2 separate regions of the Zea mays genome follow, and region 2 is linked to region 1. The links are chromatin contacts, called in public Hi-C maps. All regions are on one chromosome and are shown on one strand. The core of a region is the stretch at or near the end of the contact, and the rest is flanking DNA. Distances in the headings are between cores, read along the strand shown. Region 1 holds the start of LOC103636256 (protein NETWORKED 2A). Region 2 holds the start of LOC100283086.

Region 1 (4,693 bases), core at 700-3,199:
CATGCAAGGAGTACTAGTATCACGGGAATTGATGGTTAATGAATGAGTGAGCGAGCTATGACAGAGAGGGAGTGTGTAATGGTGACCTCAACGGTGGCATCGACGCTCCTGAGGGAGGAGTCGACGCGGACGACGGAGCCGACGGTGACCCCTCGTATCCGGACGGGCGTGCCGACGCAGATGCCACACGCCTGCGTGAACTCGAAGACGGTGTTGTACTTGCGGAAGCGGGAGCGGAGCTGGAATCCCCTAAGCCATGCGAGGGCGAGGGCGAGGAGGGCGGCCCCGGAGACCATGAAGAGACCGACGCCGCCCTCCCAGACGCTGCGCTTGCCGAAGCCATAGTCGCCGAGAGGCTGCAGGGTGCGGCGCCAGAGCGCGCGGGGCACCTCGACGAGAGGGTTGGTGTTGGAGCCGTTGTCGGCGTCCGGCGCGGGCGTGACGTCTCCACCGGTGGCTGCCAGCAGCGAGGCGCGGCGGGGCTTGAGGACGGGGAATCCGGCGCGGTGGGGGTGGCGGGGTGAGACGGAGACGAACTGGGGAGGGAGGAGGAGGGATTTGGCCATTGAGGACGGCATCGGAGAAGTGGCTGCTTGTTCTCGGATGGATCCTGCGAAATCAAATCAAAAGAGGTTGAGTGGGGTAACTGGATTTGGATTTGGACTCAGTCAGTTGCGAAGGGGGTCGTGCCCTGCAAAGCGGAAGCTGGATTTGGATTTAGGGGGGACCGGGCGTTGTAAGCCTCCTCACATTCAGAAGCGCGGAGGAGGAAGGAGAAGAGATGGCTCAGTTGCGGTGGAGTGGATGTGCCGCCGTGCCGGCGCTGAGGAAGAAAACGGGCGGGCGGTGCGGCACCGTCTCGCGTCCCGTCCCGTCCGTCGGACTTCCGACCAACCCACCCTACTCAATCCAAGTTTTTTCCCCACATGTTCGTTTTGCTTCCTTCTTTTTTTTCACGGATAATTACAGAGTGCTACTCCCTCTCCCTCCGTTACGTATTTTAAAATTCAAACTTTATCTTCTATCATTTAAAGAATAATTATTTTAAATTTATATTTAGAAATATTTTTTAATGGGTAGACTTTTGTTCTATAAACCTATGTCTAATATTAGAGTAACTCCAACAAATTCTCTATATTCTTCCTAATCATATAAATAGGGACCTTTTTGAATATTCTTCCTAATCGATATAGATAGGGACTTTTTGAAAAAACTACTCTGTGACGATTTATTCAAATGGTTATTCAAATATAGTTATCTTCTATTATAGGTTTCTCGCTAACCAAAGATATAAAAACATGAATGACTCTGTAGAATATAAACAACATATAGAAAAGCTATCAAAGATTATAAAGATATACAAAGTAGTTTTTATACAAATAACTCTCCAAATTTTAATTTAGAGAGTGAAATTTAGAAAGATTTTTGAGATGCTCTTAGGTAACTAAAATTTCCGTCATAATGTTATTCCTTCGCATTTGTGTCGTCCGTGTCCAGCGTTCCTATTTGTCGGTCTGTTCTCGTTTACATTTCTATTTTTACCGTGAAACCATAGAAATCGGTGCTATATAGTAGAGAAGAGATCGAGATTGTTGATGTAAGGTGACCAAAAAAAGTGAGTAACATAAGTAAAATAAAACTTCTACTTTTAATATGGCCTTAACTTTGATAGTTTGATCCAATCTAACCACCACAACATTTCAAGAACCAAAAGGGGGGGGGGGGGGGTAGTGTCTCGGTCCACTAAAGAACTTGTAGTTTAGGGTGAATCAGGTTTTAAGGTATCGCTCGCTAAGTTGATCTGCACTACGACATCTATAGACTTTAACAACGACGTGAACTCATCTTCTACTAGAATATATCAATCTTCACTGTTGCTAATAATGATGAGTTTCTCGCTCTTATTTGGACTAGATGCGTTTAAAATTTGAAGTCACTTTCAAATAATCTTAAGTGATAAAATAAATCACAACAACAAAATAAATGATAAGTTACTACATCTTTTGAAAATAAAATGAGTAGTCAAAGATTTAGAGAAAAAAGTCAACGGCGAACGGAGAGCTAGTACTTGTTGGTGAGCTCCGTGTTTTTGCAAAGTGCTCTTATCCGTAGGGCAACAAATGTGTCTTCAACTTGAAGAGGTGTGGGAAGGAATGTCCTGATGTATGAGTTTGTGCTTCTGCTGCTGTGTTTGTGTTCTCCTCCTCTCACCATCTTTTGCTATTTTTGAAAGGACTTGGCTATCAGCCTCACGACCCCCCTCCTCCTTTCATGCTCGAGCCTCTGTTCTCTCGCATGATAATCATCATGCCAAGAAAAGATTGGTGCCACTAGATTGGATCTTGGACAAGGAGGAGGAAGAGAAGGAGGAGGAGGAGGAGGAAGAGATGCTGCAGCGGGCAGCGAGCAATGCATATTCATGGTGGTGGGCAAGCCACATCCGCAGCAAACAGTCAAAATGGCTCGACAACCACCTCCAAGGTAATGAATGATTCATGCATGATTTTTAATGTGCGCTGTGTGATTCGTCCTTGAATTCGCAGATATGGAACACAGGGTGAAGTGCATGCTCTTGCTCCTTGGGGAGGAGGCTGATTCCTTCTCGAAGAGGGCAGAGATGTACTACAAGAGGCGACCTGAGGTGATCACTCAGGTGGAAGAAGTATACCGTGCATACAAGGCTCTGGCTGACCGGTATGACATCATGTCAGGGGAGCTACACAAAGCAAACCACACCATTGCCACTGCCTTTCCTGACCAAGTCCAGTATGCAATGCTGGAAGAGGAGGAGGACAACATCCCAAAGGCGTTCACCCCAGTGGATCCACGCAAAATCCACAAGTCAACTGTCGATGGGTTGATGATGAAGAAGAATAAGAAGAATCCTGGGCGGTCCATGGACGATGGAGGAGAAAAGACCACTCCTCTGGTGGCAGTCAGTAAGGAGAATGCACGGGAAGAGATCAGCAGGCTACAGAAAGCTATACTGGTCATGCAGACTGAGAAAGAATTTATCAAAAGCTCCTACGAGAGTGGCATCGCAAAGTACTGGGACCTTGAGAAGGAGATCAACGACATGCAGGAACAGGCTTGCCACTTCCAAGATAAGTTTGATGAAAGCGCCGTGATCGAGGATGACGAGGCCAGAGCCCTGATGACAGCGACTGCCCTCAAGTCCTGTGAAGACACTATCGTCAGGCTGCAGGAGCAGCGCAAGGCATCTGCGCAGCGCGCGGTGGGAGAATCGGAAAGGGTCAGGGTTCTAAGAGACAAGTTCGAGGCTATAATGAACAAGCATGGCAGATCTCTACCAGCTGTTTCTCTGGAGGAGGAGAGAAACACTCGAAAGAACCACTGCCCGGAGGAGACGATGGAAAGTGTCCATGTCAAACAAGAAGTTGCGGTAGACATAGTAGCTGACAAGATCAAGGAACACTTTGAGAGGGGCTGCGACATCTCCATCGCACAAGTCACAGAGAGGATCGATGAAGTCGTCAACACGGTCGTTGACTTGGAGCTCATGGTTTCATCACAAACCTCTCAGATAGACCGGCTTTGTCAGGAAAACAAGGAGCTGGAGAGTTCCCTGCAAAGCCTGGAGGATGGATCAGCAGATGAACTGACCGAGAAGCTTATCAGGCAAGCAGAAGAGGAGCTTGTCAGGGCTCAGGCTCTCGAAAGCTCCTTCCACAAAGACGAGAGCACAATCCGTTCCAATTTCGTAGAAGCGATAAGCAGGTTCCATGACGTGTCGGAGTTGCTGCTATCGCCAGTTTGCGATTCTGCACACACGTCCCATGACGTGCCGGAGTCGTCTATGGAGGAGATTGCTGAACAACCCCATGCAGAGGCAGACAATGCACTCGTGGCAGCCAAAAGTGAATCATCATCATGCATGGAGATGGAGCAACAGCTCGACGTTGCCCAAGACAAAATTTCATGTGACGATCATGGGACCTCACTGCTTGAGGACGCCAAGAGAAAGCTTGCAGAGATGGAGCAAAAGAACCAGGATTGCCTGAATGAAATCCGGGCACTCCGAGAACAAATCACGAGCTGCTCCTGCTCTCGCCGGGGTCACAGGAGGAGACCTTCCATTTCAAGTGACGCCTCCATTAGCCTGCTCAAGGGCCCGACGCTGTCGACCATCGCTGAGAACGCCTCACCTCTCCAAGACAAGTTCAGAAGGGACATAGACACGCTCTTGGACAACAACCTGGAGCTGCTGATGAAGTTCAGCTCGTCGCTACAGCGGGTGCAGGAGTTCCAGAGCAAGCACGACGGCTTGCAGCACCTCATCAAGGACCAAGACGGCGGCAAGCAGGACGGGACGACGGAGAAGCAGCTGAGGGCCTTCAAGACGGAGCTGCAGGTGTGGTCGGAGCAGAACGCGATGCTGCGGGGGGAGCTGCAGTGCAGGTTCGCGTCGCTGTGCGACATACAGGAGGAGATCACGGCGGCGCTGGACGACCAATACCAGGCCGCCAAGTTCCAGGGGGAGATCCTCAACATGCAGCAGGAGAACAACAGGGTGTCGGACGAGCTGCAGGCGGGGCTGGACCACATCAAGGGTCTCCATGCGGAGGTGGAGCAGGCGCTGGCCAAGCTGCACAAGAGCGTCAGCCTGCCGCCACAGCAAGCAGGGGACGACGGCGGCGGCGACTCCAGCTCGCCTGCCCATGGTGGCAGCAGT
Region 2 (4,761 bases), core at 2,027-4,526, 170 kb before region 1:
AGCATGAAATCCACGCACTTGTTAAAGTTATAGCTTATATGGAAAGATATTCATGGTAAATTGTCGCATCAAATTAACAGGATGAGAGGAATGTAGCCTAGTTACTTGTCAACAGACCTTATTGAAGCATTGGTGTGCTTCTAGAACTGACTTGAGGTTCATCATGGGCTCACCCATCCCCATGAACACAACATTTGTCACCCTGTGTTTGAACGTCTCCTCGATGGCCAACACCTGCAATGGCATAATATTTAACGTTGCATTGAGGGATGAAGAAAGACAGAGGGGTTGCTGAGGGAGGACCTGTTCAACAATCTCATGTGGTTGAAGGTTCCTTGCAAACCCTCCCTTCCCCGTGGCACAAAATGAGCAACGAAGGGGGCAGCCGACCTGTATATGCATTACAAGTGTCAAAAGAAAAGAAAAAACATTGGCATACATACTACCGTTTGAATAACAGTGCCCAATAGCAGAGGATCCACTGACAGCACCTGTGATGAAACACAGGCAGTGAGCCTAGAAGAGCCTTTGTTGTCATCATCGACAGGAATCCCCACTGTCTCGATCAACCGGTTATCCTCCAACTTGAGAAGTATCTACAAGAACAGAAAGAATTGTCATGAGCCCCCAGACCAGTGCACGTGGAAATCCCAGCAGCATGCGATAAATAATAAAGGCAGTGTGGACAGGGCTATTTGCTTGATTGGTGTTTTACTGTCACATATCGTCATATCTATGACCTTGGTAGTGCCATCCGAGGCTGTGACGGCGTGGTGCACTGGCGACCGGCCAACACTCCACCCAGCGCCAAGCAACGCCTCCCGGAACGCCTTGGGCACTGCCAGTGAAAACAGTCAAGATTTAGAAACTGCCTAACAGTTTTTTGTCGGTTGATTGGGTTGCGGGAAGCAAAAGAGCAAGCAGGTGCCGTGCGTGAACAAAAATCGAAGGCCCTAGCTGGTAACACCCACCGTGGTTGAATTCTTGGATTTGCTTGGCTCTTGATTTGTAGAGGAGGTCGTGCAGCTGCTTGCCCCGGTAGCTTTGCTGCGCAGGCAGAATCAAAGTCGGGTAAGGCAAAGGCAGGCAGGCAAGGTAACCGAACCAAACAAAACCTGCCGGGCGCATTGGGTCTGGTACCTGGCCGAGATCGATGGCAAGCTGGCGGAGCTGAGGCTCCGATAGGCCGAGCAGTGCGCGGCGGGAAGTCCCCTGAGACTTGATGCCGGCGGGGACGGGAACGGGTACGGGGACGGAGGCGGTGGCGGTGGCGGTGGCGGTGGCGGTAGCGCGGAGCGCGCGTGCGAGGGGAGCGGCGCGGACGTGCTGGGGCGCAGCCATTTCATCCTGGATTACGGATTGGGCAGAGTCTGGCTCTTTAGATTTTTTTTGCCCTTCACATGTTATTTTCTTTCATTTGGGCCTCTTTAAAGGGCCCACGTAGATGGAGATATGTGTGGGCATCGCCTCTGGTTTGCTTTTTTTTTCATTTCCCTCCCGTTAGAAATATGACGATTAGATATAGTTTAGGAACCTCATTTTTTTCATAGAATTTTTATTTTACCAAAGAAATTTAGTTCATTTTTCCTTGAAAAAACAGAAATCACTTGAGAAAATGAAGTTCCTAAACTAGCCCTTAGATGGAGTACATGTGTAAATGGGCTAGGGAATCTACACTTAAATTTTGTGCAGATTGTTGGCAAGATGAGCAGAGTCGGCAGCCCGTGATTCGCGTTAAATGTGTACATGTTGTTAGAGGTTTGGTGTAGCGCGAATGTCGACGTCGTTCATACTGCTAGACCGTGATTGCTTCCGCTCGTGACTGAGTGCTCTTCCATAAACCGGTTAAGTTGAAGCCACCATTTACATCTAATCAACAATCAAGTTGTGTTTTATCACTAATTACCCAGGTCTTCACCACGGATTTACATACTACTTTTGTGAAGATACAAAAGATGATCGAATATGAATATGGTAGTTCACTCGGGTAGAGGCAAGGCGGACAGGCGGCGATGAGCGTTCAGATTCCGGTTGTTGAGCGCCGCAGCCTGACGGTGATCTTTTGGGTACCTGCGCGACGACCGGTGGGCATCGTCGTGGTCCTGGGCGGCTGTGAGTTGCTGCAGCGACGCGACGACCTGGTCCATGGTTGGCCTCTTCCTGGAGTCCTCGGAGAGGCACTGCAGCGCCAGCGCTGCCGCCCTTTGGACGGCCGGCAGCGGGTAGTGGCCGGCCAGGCGGTCGTCCAGGATGCGGGAGACGCGGCGCTTGCTGCTGAGGTAGGGGCGCGCCCAGTCGACGAGGTTGTGCTCGGTGGCCGGGCGGTTCTTGTCCATGGCGCGGCGGCCCGACAGCATCTCCAGCAGCACGACGCCGAAGCTGTAGACGTCGCTCTTCGGCGTGAGATGACCTGTTGCGAGATATTCCGGAGCAGCATATCCGTAGGTGCCCATGACTCTGGTGGACACGTGGCTCTGGTCGCCGGTTGGCCCGTCCTTTGCCAAACCGAAGTCAGACAGCTTGGCGTTGTAGTTCTGAAAACACACACAAAAGTCTCAGTTATATGTTAGGAGCTTGTTTCAGTTATATGTTCAGATATATATACATATATACTTACCGAATCCAGGAGCACGTTGGATGTCTTGAAATCTCGGTAGATAACTCTGGCCTTGTCGCTGTGCAAGAACGCAAGGCCCTTGGCTGCTCCCAGGGCAACTTTGATTCGTAGGTTCCAGGAGAGCGGCTGGAAACGTGAGGTCCTGAAAAGATGGTTCTCCAAGCTTCCTCGCGGCATGAACTCGTAGACGAGAAGGCGCTGCTCGTCTTGGAGGCAGTACCCTACGAGCCTTACGAGACTGGGGTGAGACAACTGGCCCAGGTAGTTGACTTCAGCCAGCCACTCCCTGTGCCCCTGCAATCCCTGCTGGTTGAGCTTCTTGACAGCGATGACCATCCCTGTGCCGGGCCTGGCCGGGGCGAAGGTGGTCTCGTCGATCCACCCCTTGAAGACGGAGCCGAAGCCTCCCTCGCCGAGGACGCTGTCGGGCCGGAAGTTCCGGGTGGAGGTCATCAGCTCCGTCAAGGTGAAGCTCCTGACATTGGCACACCGGAGAATCTCACCCTCGCTGCGAGGGAACGGTGATGTGGAAGGGGAGGCGGCGGTGTCAGAGCTAATCTTGGTTCCCCAGCAGTTGCCCATGGCAGACTCAGGGATGCTGGTGGAGGGAGGAGGCAAGAAGAATAGTAGGTGAGAGACAACAAAAGCTTTGTTTTGGCGTTCTCCTTCCCCTGGCCCTTCCTCTTTTATTTATTGACGCCAAACCCCATCATGTCCGTCTCTGTATATCAATCAATGTTCAATACCAATATCTATATATCTAATATTAAAAGAGCCAATATCTTTATTACTTTTCTGTCCGTGTTTCCCTTACTATCTTCGCCCGCCCGTTCATACGTCTTTATGTATATTCAAGTCTTAATCAAGATATCTAATCCAAAATGATCCATATCTTCTTGTTTTCCCCTTTGACTACTAAATAAATTATGCAAGCAGCAGAGCAGGGTGTCGTGTGAACTGGTGCGTGTGTGAACTGATGCAGTGATGCGTATTAGTCGTCAGTGGCGCGCCCTCCCCTGGGAAAAAAATTATGTTCCCTCCCCTGGGCCTGGTTGCTGCTGCCCGTGAGACCATCCTTTTGACTTGTTTAGTGGCGTGGCGTACTGTACAGGAAGGAAAGGAGTCGCTGTCCAGCTGCACAAGTCAAACACGTCCATCCACCAGCAACAGCAGGCAGCTCTGCTACCTTGTCCACTAGAGATCACTTGCTAATTAAATTTTGACCGCATGATTACTGACAGGCAGAGGATGCCAAAGGAGGAGGAACAACAGCTTGCTGTGTTCATTTCTTGGCAAACTATCATCCTTTCTTATTCTCCCCTCATACGTCCCCGGTGCTGCTACCCTTAACTGAGATGCAATATAGGTGCTGTTTGCTTGGACGAAAGGAGCGGTAACGGCAGTGGGATCAGCAACCGGTGTCATCCGATGCAGAGTAATGATTACCGCCCTTTGTTTGGTTGTTGTGGGCAACATTTTCTGTTTTTAGGGTATCGGATGACGATAGGTAGGGAATGGGAATGAGATTCTACATGCTTGTATCCGATAACGCTGCTATCCATTACGCAGTGCGCTAACCAAACTCTAAGGAACGGCATCAGCTGTCACAGGGAATGGTTACAGGTCTAAAATGGCTGAATCAAACAGCTCCATAGGTCTACTAGTTCATAACCGGAATTTTAAGGCGTCCGGGAAAAAAAGAGGTCGTATGCTCGGATACCGGCAAAACATTATTTTCAAAGATCACAATAGCAGAAAGAAACTTCAAATTGAGCCAGCTCTGTAGTCTGTACTCATAAGGTCATCTAACACAGGGGCCAGGGCTCTCAGACCGAGACCCTCCAAGCTGAGGGACATGATGCTGGGACCCTTCTTCCGGCCGTTGAGGCTCTCTCAGCTAGCCTCTAGGATCTTCTACATCAAGAACCCTAGTGGCAGTATATGGGTTTGTTTATGAGTTACTGAGTCCAAGTACATCTACTTTATATTGCAACAAGTTACAAGTACAACCTCAATAAGAAGCTTAGACAAATCTAACTGGTTCAAGTTAGATATGGAGAAGCTCATTAAGATGTCGCAATGCAAATCAGATTTCATCGGGTTTATGGGTTTTTTTCTATCGAGTTTCCTATTTTCTGAACCAA

Evidence for each region. Hi-C and Micro-C count contacts between places; a contact is called where the count stands out from the background.
Region 2: a Hi-C map of leaf shows a contact between it and region 1, with 5 times the contacts expected there. The contact joins the promoter of LOC100283086 here to the promoter of LOC103636256 in region 1. A contact is called at or near these places in 8 of 25 Hi-C or Micro-C datasets (ear, leaf, leaf mesophyll and 2 more).

Annotation. Positions count from the first base shown.
Region 1 is chr8:162,644,913-162,649,605 of Zm-B73-REFERENCE-NAM-5.0, reverse strand. It overlaps LOC103636256 (protein NETWORKED 2A), which reads left to right and starts at 1,949. Exons shown (of 2, transcript XM_008658617.4): 1 at 1,949-2,481; 2 at 2,544-4,693. The coding sequence starts at 2,166. It overlaps LOC100285575 (ABC-type transport system involved in resistance to organic solvents, periplasmic component), which reads right to left and starts at 937. Exons shown (of 6, transcript NM_001413614.1): 1 at 691-937; 2 at 87-610. The coding sequence starts at 578.
Region 2 is chr8:162,811,568-162,816,328 of Zm-B73-REFERENCE-NAM-5.0, reverse strand. It overlaps LOC100283086, which reads right to left and starts at 3,276. Exons shown (of 2, transcript NM_001367099.1): 1 at 2,618-3,276; 2 at 1,833-2,534. The coding sequence starts at 3,199. The coding sequence ends at 1,980. LOC100381463 reads right to left here. Exons shown (of 12, transcript NR_159708.1): 12 at 4,687-4,761. It overlaps LOC100193530 (Radical SAM superfamily protein), which reads right to left and starts at 1,365. Exons shown (of 10, transcript NM_001138641.2): 1 at 1,141-1,365; 2 at 972-1,047; 3 at 741-838; 4 at 492-596; 5 at 304-390; 6 at 118-234. The coding sequence starts at 1,341.